Linked DNA regions of Sus scrofa: region 2 is linked to region 1. Evidence: chromatin contacts called from public HiChIP or PLAC-seq data. All regions are on one chromosome and are shown on one strand. The core of a region is the stretch at or near the end of the contact, and the rest is flanking DNA. Distances in the headings are between cores, read along the strand shown. Region 1 holds the start of TMEM35B (transmembrane protein 35B). Region 2 holds the start of SFPQ (splicing factor, proline- and glutamine-rich).

Evidence for each region. HiChIP or PLAC-seq counts read pairs in DNA pulled down with a chosen protein or histone mark.
Region 2: an H3K27ac HiChIP or PLAC-seq map of alveolar macrophages shows a contact between it and region 1. The contact joins the promoter of SFPQ here to the promoter of TMEM35B in region 1. A contact is called at or near these places in 1 of 47 Hi-C or Micro-C datasets (fetal skeletal muscle) and 1 of 2 datasets of contacts at active chromatin or transcription factors (alveolar macrophages).

What each region holds. Positions count from the first base shown.
Region 1 is chr6:91,233,718-91,241,578 of Sscrofa11.1, reverse strand. TMEM35B (transmembrane protein 35B) reads left to right here and starts at 3,574. Exons shown (of 3, transcript XM_021095886.1): 1 at 3,574-3,731; 2 at 5,037-5,217; 3 at 6,201-6,763. The coding sequence starts at 3,624. The coding sequence ends at 6,298. ZMYM6 (zinc finger MYM-type protein 6) reads left to right here. Exons shown (of 15, transcript XM_021095881.1): 15 at 181-2,656. The coding sequence ends at 2,012.
Region 2 is chr6:91,404,844-91,412,704 of Sscrofa11.1, reverse strand. It overlaps SFPQ (splicing factor, proline- and glutamine-rich), which reads left to right and starts at 4,469. Exons shown (of 11, transcript XM_021095898.1): 1 at 4,469-5,394; 2 at 6,122-6,310; 3 at 6,681-6,982; 4 at 7,091-7,186; 5 at 7,775-7,861. The coding sequence starts at 4,582.

The DNA of each region.
Region 1 (7,861 bases), core at 2,325-4,824:
CCGGCATTGCCATGGACTGTGGTGTAGGCCGGCAGCTGTGGCTCTGGTTCAACCCCTAGCCTGGAAACTTGCATATGCCATGGGTGTACCCCTAAAAAGCAAAAAAAAAAAAAAAAAAAAAAAAAAAAAAAAAAAATTGCTTCTTTTTGAAAATAACAGTGATTCAAATATTTCATTCAGATTTATCTATGCCTAATGAAAAAAATGATGCAGAACTTGATTCTCCACCTGCAAAGAAAAAAAGAATAGGTTTTTTCCAGACTTATGATGCAGAATATTTAAAAGTTGGTTTTATTATCTGTCCGGGATCAAAAGAAGGTTCACCAAGACCACAGTGTGTCATTTGTGGAGAAATTTTATCCAGTGAAAACATGAAGCCAGCAAATCTTTCTCATCATTTGAAGACAAAGCATTCAGAATTAGAAAACAAACCAGTAGATTTTTTTGAACAAAAGTCTCTTGAAATGGAATGTCAAAACAGTGCTTTGAAAAAGTGTTTACTAGTTGAAAAGTCACTTTTGAAAGCTTCGTATTTAATTGCTTTCCAAATTGCTGCCAGCAAAAAGCCATTTTCCATTGCTGAAGAATTAATTAAACCATATTTAGCAGAAATGTGTTCGGAAGTTTTGGGTTCCACTGCTGGAGACAAAATGAAAACCATTCCTCTTTCTAATAATACGATTGGACACAGGATTGATGAACTATCTGCAGACATTGAAGATCAGCTGATTCAAAAAGTCAGAGAATCAAAGTGGTTTGCCCTTCAGATAGATGAGTCATCAGAAATGTCAAATGCCGCCCTTCTTTTGTGCTATATTCGTTTCATTGATTATGGTTGTAGTGATATAAAAGAAGAATTATTATGTTGCATTGAAATGCCTTCTCAAATGACTGGTTTTGAAATATTTGAACTAATAAATAAATATATTGATAGTAAATCTCTGAATTGGAAACATTGTGTTGGTCTCTGTACAGATGGGGCTGCAAGCATGACTGGTAGGTGTTCTGGTTTAAGGGCAAAAATTCAAGAAGTTGCCATGAATACAGTGGCATTTACACACTGTTTTATTCACCGTGAACATTTAGCAGCAGCAAAGTTGTCTCCATGCTTACATGAAATTCTTTTGCAGTCAGCACAAATTTTAAGTTTTATAAAGAGCAATGCATTGAATTCACGGATGTTAACAATTTTGTGTGAAGAGATGGGGTCTGAGCACTTGAATTTACCACTTCATGCTGCAGTACGTTGGATATCGAGAGGGAGAATTTTAAAAAGATTATTTGAATTACGACATGAAATTGAAATATTTTTAAATCAAAAGCACTCAGATTTGGCTGAATATTTTTTTGATGAGGAATGGGTTGCAAAGTTGGCCTATTTATCAGATATTTTTTCACTTATAAATGAACTAAACTTAAGTCTCCAAGGAACTATGACCACTCTCTTCAGTTTGTATAATAAAATTGATATGCTTAAGGAAAAGTTAAAAATGTGGTTGAAGCGCACACAAGAGAATGATTATGATATGTTCCCTTCATTTTCTGAATTTTCAAACTCATCAGGCTTAAATATGAGAAGTATTTCAAGCATTATTTTTGAACACCTCGAAGGACTTTCTCAAATGTTCAATGACTGTTACCTACCTGAAGAAGACTTGCGTTCAGGAAATTTGTGGATAATTAATCCTTTTATGAACCATCAAAATAGTAATCTCACGGACTTTGAAGAAGAAAAACTAGCACAGTTATCTTCAGATTTAGGATTACAATCAATATTTAAATCAATGTCTGTAACTCAGTTTTGGATAAATGCAAAGGCAAGTTACCCAGAACTCCATGAAAAGGCAATGAAATTTTTATTGCCTTTTTCAACTATTTATTTATGTGATGCTACATTTTCAGCTTTGACTGAGTTAAAGCAAAGAAATCTGTTGGTTTCTGGCCCTGCCCTACGACTTGCAGTCACGTCTTTAATTCCGAGAATAGAGAAATTAGTCAAGGAAAAAGAATAGTAATGTGCATATTGCTTATTATCAAAGTCTATAATTTTGTGTTAAATTTTGTATGAGATAAATATCCTAAAATATAATTTCCTAATATGGATATGTGTTTTTGGTGATTTAATAAGTGTTTTAATAATTTTTCTTTTTGTTGAGGAATTTATATATGCATTTACAAATAACTATAATTTTAATAATCCAGGATAGAGAATTAGCTATTTTATTGATTGATCACATAATTTGGATTAGTGACAAAGATGTAGGTACTGACAGGCCCAGTTTATAATGTAATAGCTAGCACACCTGGACATTGAAACGGCTTGGCCTTTAGAAGCACATGGGACATTTCAGTCTTCAGCCAGCCAGCTACCTACCCAGCAAGTTGCAGGTAGGTAGAAAACGAAGTCCAAGCAGCCCTGCTAACAGGAAGTGGAAGCAGGGGAGAGTTTGAGACCCCTCTAAAGATCCTCTCTGGCTCTCTAGATCGGGGCTTGGCAAACCTTTTTCATAAAAGGCCAGGGTAGTGAATATATTAGGCTTTGTAGGCCGTAAGGTGAGAACACTCAGTTCTGTGTTTACAGCACAAAAGCAGCCAACTGCAGACTATATACAAATGAATGTGGCTGTCTTTCAATAAAACTACTTATTTATGACCACTGAAAAATGAATTACATGTAATTTTCATGTGTTATGAAAGCTTCCATAAAAATTTTTTATCATTGGAGTTCCCATCGTGGCTCAGCGGTTAATGAATCCGAGTAGGAACCATGAGGTTGAGGGTTCAGTCCCTGGCCTCGCTCAGTGGGTTAAGGATCCAGCATTGCTCCTCTTTGACCCCTAGCCTGGGAACCTCCATATTCCTAGGGAATGGCCCAAGAAATGGCAAAAAAAAAAAAAAAAAAATATATATATATATAATTAAAAAATGTAAACAAATACATCGTTAGCTGGGGGAGGGGGAAGGAGTAAAAAAACCCAGAGAGCTGACCGAGTTTGTCGTATTGGTCATCTAGGTCTAGGTAGATCTCCAGGTAAGAACAGACGGGCCAGGAGTGGCCTGTAGGGTTTGTTCAACCAAAGCCTCTCTACTGACAAATTTAATTACTCGTTACTGATTTATTCCTAATAATTTTATAAATTTACTAATTTACAAATAACTCTTTTGAGTTCTTACATGTGCCAGGCATTGTGCTAGGCCTGCTCCAGGCTCAGATCGACATTATCCCCATTTACAGATGTAGACACTGAGGCCCACTGAAGTTAGGTGTTTTGATTATAACCGAACTCTTCTGCAAGCTGCGTCCAGGTACCCATGTTTGGTTCTACCCAGTCCATACTGGCTGGGAGACTGTCCCTGAATTCAGAGGGCCCGTTTAGTCAATTAAGAGCAAGTGAGCCTCGGTGTCCCCATCTGTGCAATGGGTGTCCCCGCCCAAGCTCCTTTTCCTCCCGCAGCCCGTGCTGGGTCAAAAGCGGGAGGCACCCGCCCAGTAAGGTGAGGACGGGAGGCTCTAGCGCAGATCTTCGGGCCGCCGCTGAGGGAGGACTCCTACGGGCGGCAGGGGGCGGGTTTGCGGCGGGGCCTGCCCGGGGGCGGGCGCCGTCTGGGAGGCCTGCGCGGCCATGGCGCTCCCGCTTGCAGCTCTGCGCGTCCTTCTGGGCGGCTTCTTCGCGCTCACGGGGACAGCAAAGCTCTCGGGGCAGATCTCCGCTCCGGTGTCGGAGCAGATGGTGAGCGGCGCGGCGTGGGCGGTTGGGCGGGGGGATCGGCCATGCGCGGCGGCGGCGGCGGCGGCGGCGGGCTCTGCAACCCCGGCCGTGACCCCGGCGCCCTGCCAGCCCCGGCCCCGCGCCTCGCGGACCCGCCTGGTTTCAGGCCCGGGCTGGGAGAGAGCACCGGACCGCGACTTAGACGTGGGCCTCTTCCTGGGCAGTTCCTCTCTGGATTTTCCACAAGGGCGTTGGTGGCCTCAGGCAAATCTGGAACCCGAGCAGGACCCAGGGGGAGGGAGTGGGACCTGCTTGCCCGCCTTCGTTTGCTTCCATTCTTGGGAGGTTCATGAGGCAGGGGTTTTTTAACCCCCGCTTGGCAGGATAGGAAACCCGCTCTGAATGTGAAGTGTATCTGCTAAAGGTTGCAGGCCACTCTGGAAACAGGAACCAAATCCTGACTTTGAATCCAGAGAGGGAAGTGTAGAAGTTGCCCTTCAGCTTTCCGTCTAGTTGCACACTCTCAAGAAAGCTTTCCTGTCCTTATGTCTGTCAGTCTGTCCAGCCCCTCAGATAAGCCCCACTTCTAGGCCTGCCAGCCTCCCTCTCCCAGGCCTGGATTCTCCTCCTCCTTCTTGGCTTAGGGTGGTGGGTTGTTTGGGGAAGGACATCCTCAGAGCCAGACAGAGTTTTTTCCTTACAACCCTGGGTACAGGAGGTAGAGCTGAAATGGGGGAGCAGGAAAAGGTAGCCAACCTGAGGATTGAGATGTGGCCCAGGACAGAGTTTGACTCAGTGAGATGAGTCACTCACTTTGACACCCTCAACTCCCCTTCTAGCAACTGACATGAGATCCAAGTCCCAGCATCTGATACTGAGTGAAATCTGTTTAAGGAACAACCTTCCCTTCCATCCTCTTCCTCATCTCCAAATATCCCCTGCATGCTAGCCTGAAGAGAAACCAGGCCAGGCAAGGAAGAGAAGCTGTGGCGTCCCAAAGGCCTTGGTCCTAGATGAGAAGGCCCAAGTCTCGCTTCCCCTTCCTGGGATTTGGGGCTGGGTTGTAACCTGGTGAGAAAATCAGTCCATCTCTGTACCACCATTCAGCCCTTCTTGGAGCATAAAGCCTATCCCTGATCCCAAAGCTCTGCTCCCTCGGGAGGCCCTGTCCTTTCCAGGCTGGCTGACTTCAGCCCTGGACTTGGCCTAGAGTAGTGACTTCTTTGCTAGGGGAGTCAAGGGCACTGGGACAGAGTGCCCCTGTGGAGCACCTGGGGAGTGGATCCTTGGTGACTGTGGCTGACAGGCATTCCCTGCCATCTCTAGAAAGCTCTGTTCGTGCAGTTCGCTGAGGTGTTTCCACTGAAGGTGTTCGGCTACCAGCCAGATCCCATGAGCTACCAAGTAGCTGTGGGCTGGCTGGAACTGCTGGCTGGGTTGCTGCTGGTCCTGGGCCCACCGATGCTGCAAGAGATCAGTAACTTGCTTTTGACTCTGCTCATGATGGGTAAGGGGGCTGCACCTGGGCTGGTGAAATGGGGACTTCTTGGGAAGGGTGACACAAAATTCTGGCTGTTCTCTTTACTGTTGCAATCCTTTTTCTCTGAAACCAGAAGCACTTCCTGCTCTATTGCAGTTTCCTGCTCTACTGCAGTTTCCAAGGCCTTCAGATTAGGACAGTTTCTTTTTAAACCTAATCTAACACTTTGTCAAATATACTTTGTCATCAATTCTATTGGCTGCATGGTATTTTCATTATAATATATTGTAAATTAAAAGCCCCTACCCCTTTCTTTTCACCTCTACCCTGAAATGAGGGGATGGAGTAGCAGCTGCCACTGGACTCATGTGTCTGGCAGGTGGGAACAGAGAGCAAGGAATCTGGGCCCCCTGAACAGAAAGGCAGAGAATTTCCCTGTGGCCGGCATTCCTAGAGGGCCCCCTCATAGCAACTCTGCCCACAGGAACTGCTGATGTACAAAGACAGCTGCTGCTTCGAAGGCTAGACATCTTCAGGCGCTTCCGTTTCCTCTGGCCTTAAGTCACTATTGCTTCTGCCACCACTGCCCTTCTTCCAGGCTTTCTTTCCATCTCTGTAGCTTCCCTCATTTCCAGATCTTTCCTGCACCTCCACCACCAACTCCTGGGCCTCCTTCCTTCCACTAGGATTGAGAAAGGAGAAGGATCAGGGAGAATTTGTTCCAAAATTCCCACCTACTCACCTACCTAACCTATTTGGTTGGATTGTTCCTGTTTCTTTCTTGCCAACTGAGAGGGGGCTACGTTCAAGAAACTTCTGATTTCTGGTTCTGCTTTCTCTGAGAGAGATGAATGCAGCTAGTTGAGGGTATTTGGGTATGTATGTGGGAGGGGAGTGTTCAAGAGAGGGCTTAAGCTGGAGTGGGTCAGCCTTGGCTGGAGGGCTCTGAGCCCCTGAATCTCCTGGGCACACCCAGGGGGGAGCCTCAGGGACCTCATTTTCCATTCTAGGGGCCATCTTCACTTTGGCATCTCTGAAAGAGTCACTGAACACCTGCATCCCAGCCATCATCTGCCTGGGGCTCCTGCTGCTGCTGGATATCTGCTAGCTCTTAGTCTAAACTAAAAAGATGTTCAGACCTACTAGGAAGAATTCTCCCAGTGAATTCAAGGACTCCTGGGAGTAGAGTGTCTCTTGCCTCTTCATGCCATGTCACTGTCAAAGCAGGAACATGGTGGAAGACAAGAGTGCCACCTCATTGCCAATACTACCAAGGTCGGCCAGTGTTGAAGTAGACATCTGGTCTACCTGGCCCTGCTTTCTCGCTTAGATGGTTACCGCTCTTTTTTGAGGGGTACGTGTTACACATTCCAGCATTCCTCATGTCATTTGAAAATAGTAAGTGTAAATCACCCAAAATTTTAATGCCCCAAGTAACTACTTTCAATTCCTTTGTGTAACTGTACCTTCCAACTTTTTTCTGTGCCTTTATTTAGATATTGTTTAATGAAAATGAGAGTTTATATTTGACTTTATTACCTGCTTTTTAAACCTAATACATTGTAATACCATTCCATGTCTCTTTTCCCTCATTGATATTAATGGCTGTGTAGTAGTCCGTTGTAAGGATGTACCATAATGTATTTATACGAGTTCCCACTAAGGAACATTTGTACTGTTCCCGATTTTTTGCTGTTGTAAACCTCACAGTGAATCACCTTTGCATACTTATTTTCTTTCCCTAGAAGTGAGGGTGCTGGTTCAAAAAGCATGCACATTTTAAAGGTTTCTGTTACATGCTTAGAATGTCCCCATTGAGCATGGCGGAGTATTGAGTACATCTGCTTCTGCCTGTGCCCTTCTGAACCACATGAGGTTTTCCCTCCCGTTCCTTTTTATCTCATGCATTTTAGAATTGCAGGGGCTAACAAAGGTGGGCATCAAACTGTTGTTTTACAAGGCCTGAAACTGCCAGGGCACTCAGTGCAGTGCTCCTTGGACACCTACCTGGAGGCAGGAGACAGCCAACTCCAAGGGATGCTGTGTGTTAAAGCAGTGCTGGAAACCTGGGGTGAATCCCAGAGGTCCTAGACAGTTGTCAGAATGGTGTGTGTGTGTGTGTGTGTGTGTGTGACAATTCTCAGGGAAAGTGACCATGTTAGGGTACCTGCTATCACTTCACCAACCATCTTCACCTCAGTAGCAGTCTTTTGGGAGGTGATGTGCCTCCCATAAGAAACATAGTGAAGAAAAAAGAATTCTTTTGTTTTATGCAAATACACCAGCCACTAGCCTACGCATTGCTTTTTGGGGTAGGGACAGTGGCTTTTGGGAGCCCACAGGAGTGAAAGAATCTATGTATATTACTCCATTTCCTCTTTACTACGGAATGGGCATTTCTGCTCTGACACTTGAAACCTCAGTCAGGTTGGCACTCTTAGGGCTTCTTGTATCTGAAAGCACAGTGATGCAATCTATCTATAGTAAGTGTGTGTGTGTATATATATGTATGTATGTATATATATATTTATATATAGTAGCGTATGAATACTACATACACAGAGTATCAAAACAATAAGGACACTTTTAATCTCACATTAGAGGTCAAGAGATAACATAGCTTCATTTTCAAGGAGTATTTTGGCTGCTTTATGTTGACATCAAGGACTGA
Region 2 (7,861 bases), core at 3,220-5,719, 170 kb before region 1:
AGAGGTGTGGGACAGATCGGGGTGGATTGAAGAGGAAACAGAGGTGAGGAAATGGAGACCTCTAGTGTAGACAATTTGTTTTAGTATTGGTGCCAAATGAAGAAATGAGATATGGTAAAGGGAAGGTTTTATTTATTTTTAAGATGGAAATGATTCAGTATAAGTAACTGATGATACACAAGGAAAAGTCTGTAAGAAGGCATTGGGGGTAGGTGTGTGAGATCTATAGCACTCGGGGGTGGGGGGTTTGCCCGTCTCTGGGGGCAGAGCCGAGACTCATCTTTTACGGTATCATGAAGGAAGTCAGAGAAGAGGTACGCAGATACGAGTAGTTGTGGATTCCAGTTAGATGTGAATGTTCCTCTGATAAATTTTTATTTTCTTTCTTTTATTTTCTCTCATGAGGAGAAGTCGTTAGTTGTGGTGGAGGAAGAGAAGAGGATGTAGGAATTTGAACAGAGAGAGCAAGAAAAATACCATATCAGAAAGAGGAAAAGTGAACATACTGGAGAAATTTAGTAATTTTAGTAATTTAGTAAGATTGCCAGGAAAAATCTAATGCCTTTGGAGGCTGGTGGTCAAAATGTAAAGCCTCAGCCCTTGTTAAAGAAGGTGAATTTTTGTTTGTTTTTGTTTTTGCTTTTTAGGGCCCCACTCACGGCATATGGAGATTCCCAGGCCAGGGGTCCAATCGGAGCTGGAGCTGGAGCTGCCGGCCTACACCACAGCTACAGCAGCGTGGGATCTGAGCCATGTCTGCAGCCTACACCATAGCTCATGGCAACACCAGAGCCTCAACCCACTGAGCAAGGGCAGGGACCGAACCCGCAACCTCATGGTTCCTAGTCAGATTTGTTTCTGCTGCGCCACGACAGAACTCCTAAAGAAGGTGAATTTTTGGAGTTCCCGTTGTGGTACAGCAGAAACGAATCCAACTAGTATCCATGAGGATTTGGGTTCAATCCCTGGCCTCAGTCAGTGTGTTGAGGATGTGGCATTGCTGTGAGCTATGGTGTAGGTCACCTGCGTGGCTCAGATCCTGCGTTGCTGTGGCTGTGGTGTAGGCTGGCAGCTGTAGCCCCAGTTTGACCCCTAGCCTGGCAACCTCCATATGCCGGGAGTGTGGCCTTAAGAAAAAAAAAAAGGTGAATTTTGTTTGTGTTTTCCTTCTAAGGCCACACCTGTGGCATACAGAAGTTCCAGGGCTAGGGGTCAAATCAAATCTGCAGCTGCAGGCCTGGGCCACAGCCACAGCAACAGAGAATCCAAGCCACATCTGCAACCTTCGCCACAGCTTGTAGCAACACTGGATCCTTAATCTGCTGAGTGGGGCCAGGGATCAAACCACATCTTCATGGATGAGCTGCAATGGGAACAGTCCAAATTTGTTTTTTTTTGTTTTTGTTTTTTGTTTTTTTTTGCTTTTGAGGGCCACACCAGCACCATATGGAAGTTCCCAAGCTAGGGGTTGAATCTGAGTTACAGCTGCAGGCCTCTGCCACAGCCCTAGCAACACAGGATCTGAGCTGCCTCTGCGACCTACACCAAAGTTCACTGCAACACCGGATCCCCAACCTATTGAGCATGGCCAGGGATTGGACCCACATCCTCGAGGATACTAGTTGGATTGGTTTCTGCTTCGCCACAATGGGTACTCCTTTTTTTTTTTTTTTAATTTTTACCGACGTATAGCTGATTTACAATGTTGTTAATTTCTGCTGTACATTAAAGTGACATAGCTATACGTATATAGAAGGTGAATTGTTTGGTCCCACCAGACTTGGAGTTTTAGCAGGTGAGAAAAAAAACAAGATTTGTGGGGAGTTCCCGTCGTGGCGCAGTGGTTAACAAATCCGATTAGGAACCTTGAGGTTGCGGGTTCGATCCCTGCCCTTTCTCAGTGGTTAACGAATCCGACTAGGAATCATGAGGTTGGGGGTTCGATACCTGCCCTTGCTCAGTGGGTTAAACATCTGGCGTTGCCATGAGCTATGGTGTAGGTTGCAGACGCAGCTTGGATCCTGAGTTGCTATGGCTCTGGCATTGGCTGGCGGCTACAGCTCCAATTAGACCCCTAGCCTGGGAACCTCCCATATGCCGAGGGAGCGCCCCAAGAAATGGCAAAAAAAAACCAACAAACCAAGATTTGTGGCAATTATAACATCTAAAGTAGGTAATAGGGAGTTCCCGTTGTGGCGCAGTGGGTTAAGAACCTGACTCAGCAGCTCAGGTTGCTGCAGAGGAGCAGGTTTGATCCCTTGCCCAGTACAGTGTGTTACAAGATCTGGCATTGCCACAGTAGGATGCAGCTGTGGCTCAGATTCAATCCCTGGCCTGGGAATTTCCGTATGCTTCAGGTGCAGCCATTAAAACATGAAAACAAAAAATAAATGGGTGACACAAGTTATAAATATAAGAATATGAGAGATAATGAAAAAGTGATACAGTTAATGGTTTGCAGGTTTTGATGAGGTCAAAAAATCAGAGTTACTGGAGTTTCCGTCGTGGCGCAGTGGTTAACGAATCCGACTAGGAACCATGAGGTTGCGGGTTCGATCCCTGCCCTTGCTCAGTGGGTTAACGATCTGGCGTTGCCATGAGCTGTGGTGTAGGTTGCAGACGCGGCTCGGATCCCGTGTTGCTGTGGCTCTGGTGTAGGCCGGTGGCTACAGCTCCGATTCAACCCCTAGCCTGGGAATCTCCATATGCCGAGGGAGCGGCCCAAGAAATAGCAACAACAACAACAAAAAAGACAAAAAAAAAAAAAAAAATCAGAGTTACTATGTCAGACAGTTGAGATGTTTGAAATAGTGCTTTTTAGGAATGTTGTGGCAATAACATAGGATTAACTATGATGTGGGTGGGATAGCTGATATAGGATGTAAAGAGATTGTTGGAGGTGAGGAGGTAGAGAACATAGATGTCAAGTGATGAACAGAATCAGAAAGGACGACAATGAGTCATAAGCTAATATTTATTGAGGGAGGAATTATCCACCCAAAGGTCCATAGATGACATTAAGAGAGGTATCAAGGGAAATGGCTTATGCTCTTCAAAGTAGTTGGATTCTGCCCCTTCGTTGATATGTATAGATAATTCAATATTGTAATTTTATGTTTTTATTTTTCTGATTTGCATTTTTTAAAAATTTATTTATTTATTTATTTGTCTTTTTGCCTTTCTAGGGCCACACCTGCAACATATGGAGATTCCCAGGCTAGGGGTCTAATCGGAGCTGTAGCCACCCGCCTACACCAGAGAGGCAGCAACGCAGGATATGAGCTGTGTCTGCGACCTATACCACAGCTCAGGGCAACGCTGGATCCTTAACCCACTGAGCGAGGCCAGGGATCCAACGCACAACCTCATGGTTCCTAGTCGGATTCGTTAACCACTGAGCCACGACGGGAACTCCTGATTTGCATTTTTAAACATTTCTTATGATTTTTTTTTTTCTGTTATAGTTGCTATACAGTGTTCTGTCGATTTTTACTGTGTGAAGTGATCCAGTAATACATATATATATATATACATATTCTTTTCTCACATTATCCCCCATCATTTCCATCACAAGTGACTAGATATAGTTGCCTGTGCTATACAGCAGCATCTCATTGCTTACCCACTCCAAATGCAATAGTTTGCATCTATTAACCCCAAACTCCCAGTCCACCTCCCTCCCTCCCCTTTCCCCTAGGCAACCACAAGTCTGTTCTTCCAGTCCATGAGTTTCTTTTCTGTGGAAAGATTCATTTGTTTTGTATTAATAATCTAGTTTTAAAGCATCTTAATCTGTCCATAAAGTGTTTTGTGGTTTGTAGAATTAAGAAAAACGTTCATTTCTTCCTGTGATGTGTTTGTAAATTAGTGTATACACACAAAATCAAGGCCTTTCTTTTTGAACAAAGAGCAATCACTAAAGCCCATGGCGACACTTTTACTGCTAGAACAAACCAGTACTCCAGTGAGATTCCAAAATGAAATCAGTAAGATCAAGTGTGCGAAATCGGTAAAAAAAAATTTTTCTCTAAATTTATGGGCCCAGCACAAGGTAGAAAAGATAGCAGGCACTTAATTTATGCTTTTGAGCTGGAGGCTGTAGGTTCTTTCTGGGGGAGGATATCAGCAGGCTGCTCTTAAGGGCAATCAAGAAAGAAAGGACTTGCTAACATCTCTCCCCAGGAGCTGATAGGGCCCTGGCTATCTGCTTCCAAGGGAAAAATTGCTCCGGCGAACCCATTCAAATATCTCTCAGCAAATCACCGTCACCTACAGCCAACTCCTTTTCCGCCCATTGGCTTACTGGAAACTTCAGCCACTCCATGCCTCCCGCCTCTCATCCGGGAGCCAATAGGAAAGATTAACTCCTCGTAACTTAGCGTCATCAAGTACAGTAATTGCAATTGGCTATTGCTGCTATTGATCCAGAAGTAGGCGGGGCCAAGCCAGCCGGCCTATATAAGAGGAGGACAAAGGCGGCGCGCCGCCTGTGTCATCCGCCATCTTGTGAGAAGCAAGGTGGCCTCCACGTTTCCTGAACGTCTTCTCCGCTTCTGCCTCGACCGCCCCTTGGTTACAGACATGTCTCGGGATCGGTTCCGAAGCCGGGGCGGTGGCGGTGGCGGCTTCCACCGGCGCGGAGGGGGCGGCGGCCGCGGCGGCCTCCACGATTTCCGCTCCCCGCCGCCAGGCATGGGCCTCAATCAGAACCGCGGACCTATGGGGCCCGGCCCGGGCCAGGGTGGTCCCAAGCCCCCGATCCCGCCACCGCCTCCGCACCAGCAACAGCAACAGCCGCCGCCGCAGCAGCCGCCACCACAGCAGCCGCCGCCGCTTCAGCCGCCGCCGCACCAGCCACCGCCGCATCAGCAGCCGCCGCCGCCTCCACAGGACTCGTCCAAGCCCGTCGTTTCTCAGGGGCCCGGCCCGGCTCCCGGAGTAGGCAACGCTCCCCCGGCTTCTGGTTCGGCGCCGCCCGCCACCCCCCCGACCTCCGGGGCCCCCACGGGGTCGGGCCCCACCCCGACCCCGCCGCCGGCCGTCACTTCGGCGCCCCCCGGGGCACCTCCGCCTGCGCCGCCGAGCGGCGGTGTCCCCACCACCCCGCCTCAGGCTGGGGGCCCGCCTCCTCCACCCGCAGGGGGCCCAGGCCCCGGACCTAAGCAGGGCCCGGGACCTGGCGGCCCCAAAGGCGGCAAAATGCCAGGCGGGCCGAAGCCCGGCGGCGGCCCGGGCCTAAGCACCCCTGGCGGCCACGCCAAACCGCCGCACCGAGGCGGTGGGGAGCCCCGCGGCGGCCGGCAGCACCACCCGCCGTACCACCAGCAGCACCACCAAGGGCCACCACCGGGCGGGCCCGGCGGCCGCAGTGAGGAAAAGATCTCGGACTCGGAGGTGAGTGTCTCCCAGACCTACGCGTCGGTTTCTCTAAGATGGCGGCGGCCCCCTCTTTTCCCTTCCCTTCCCCTCCCCGCCCTCCATTTTGTCGGAGACCGGAAAGAGCGCCTGCGCGCGGGAGACGAGGAGGGGCGGGGCCGGCTGCCGGAGCGGGAGGCGGATGGCGTGGGTCCGCTAGCAGGCCCCTGTGGTTGGCCACCCGACTGGCGCAGCAGTCGCGGGGGTGGCCTTAAGGTGATGCTAAGCTATGGTGCGCCGTATTGAAACTAGCGGACTTTTGGAACCAGAGCAGAGTGAAATGTAGGATTGGAGAGATGGAGGGAGTTCCGGTCCTAAGCGCGCAGGCGCAAGTCTTGTCGTTGACAATGACACTTCCGTCCCTTTCCCTTCTTGTTAATACTTAAGCACTCTCTTATGTTTTGTCTGCTACGATTTTGATTCTGTCGGGGATACTCGGCATACGGCTGATGAGGTCCTGTTATAGAGCTTAATCTAGGGAGGTCTTCCTATTCGATTTCAAGAGTATACTGGGTGATTTTGGCTGTTTGCTGTTAGGATTGTAGTTGTGTCATGAAACCCGTAAATGTAGTAGCATTTTTTGTTTTTAAATGGAACAGAAAAGCGACTGGATTGGTAACATCCAGTTTGGGGAAAAAAGATTATTACTGGGTTTTCCTATTTTCCAGAGGTCATTGGTGTCTGAAAATACCTTTTTTTTCATTAGGGTTTTAAAGCCAACTTGTCTCTCTTGAGGAGGCCTGGAGAGAAAACTTATACCCAACGTTGTCGGTTGTTTGTTGGGAATCTACCTGCTGATATCACAGAGGATGAATTTAAAAGACTATTTGCTAAATATGGAGAACCGGGAGAAGTTTTCATCAACAAAGGGAAAGGATTCGGATTTATTAAGCTTGTGAGTGTGGTTATTTGTTTTTGTGGGGGTTTTTTTTTTTTTGGTGTAATTTAAAGGGTTTTGTTTTTTCCTAATACAAACATACTGTATTTTAAACTAACCAGCAAGGATAAATTGCTTTTAGAATTTTTTATCATGCTCAAATTAAGGATGCAACTGCAGTATAGTGCGTAATGTTGGTTTCTCAAGAAACAAGGAGTTGGGTTGGTAAGGTATTTACCTTACCTCCCTAGAGCAATGTCAGGAAGGGCTGCCTGGAGATAGTTGAACTGAGCTGGTGGAAGAATCGTATTGGGAAATAGGCTTGCGACAATTTTAGGGTGGATATCAGCCAGTTTTGAGGTCATTAACATGAATGTATGTCTTTCAGGAATCTAGAGCTTTGGCTGAAATTGCTAAAGCTGAACTTGATGATACACCGATGAGAGGTAGACAGCTTCGGGTTCGATTTGCCACACATGCTGCTGCCCTTTCTGTTCGAAATCTTTCACCTTATGTTTCCAATGAACTGTTGGAAGAAGCCTTTAGCCAGTTTGGTCCTATTGAAAGGGCTGTTGTAATTGTGGATGATCGTGGAAGATCTACCGGGAAAGGCATTGTAGAATTTGCTTCTAAACCAGCAGCAAGAAAAGCATTTGAAAGATGCAGTGAAGGTGTTTTCTTACTGACAACGTAAGTTTTTTTTAATGCTTATTCTGGCAATTTTGATTTATTGATCTGTATGAGGAAACTGCACTAAAATAGGAACAAAAGTTAAGATGGAACCATTTTTGTTGTTAGAACTCCTCGTCCAGTCATTGTGGAGCCACTTGAACAGTTAGATGACGAAGATGGTCTTCCTGAAAAACTTGCGCAGAAGAATCCAATGTATCAAAAGTAAGATTGATTAAACTTTGGGACAGTTTTTGAGAATGAACAAGAACTTGTTTATAGTAGTTTTTCAAGTTTGCTTAAAATACACGAAATTCTTCAAAATGGAAATGCTTAATTAGGAACTCTAGGCTTATAAAGTTAGCAGTTTTGAATCAGTGTATCCTTTTTTGTTTGGTTTTTTTAGGGCCAAACCTGTGGCATATATGAAGGTTCCCAGGCCAGGGATCAAATCAGAGCTGTAGCTACTTGCCTATGCCACAGCAACCACAAATCGAGCCACCTCTGCCACCTACACCACAGCTTATGGCAACGCCAGATCCTTAACCCACTGAGTGAAGCCAGGGATTGAACCTCTGTCCTCATGGATGCTAGTCAGATTCAGTTTCCACTGAGCCACAACAGGAACTCCAATGTATCATTTTGGGCATTAACATGTACTATTTTTGCTGGAAAGATAACAACCAAAGTGGCTTTTATTTTCTTCTGTTATTTCCTACAAGTGACAGGCCCACTAGAAGACCATTGTTTTTTAGGGGAAATCAAACATTTCTGTGTGCATCCATAAATTGGTTCATGTTTAAATATTGTCAGGGAGAGAGAAACTCCTCCTCGTTTTGCCCAGCATGGCACATTTGAGTATGAATATTCTCAGCGGTGGAAGTCCTTGGATGAAATGGA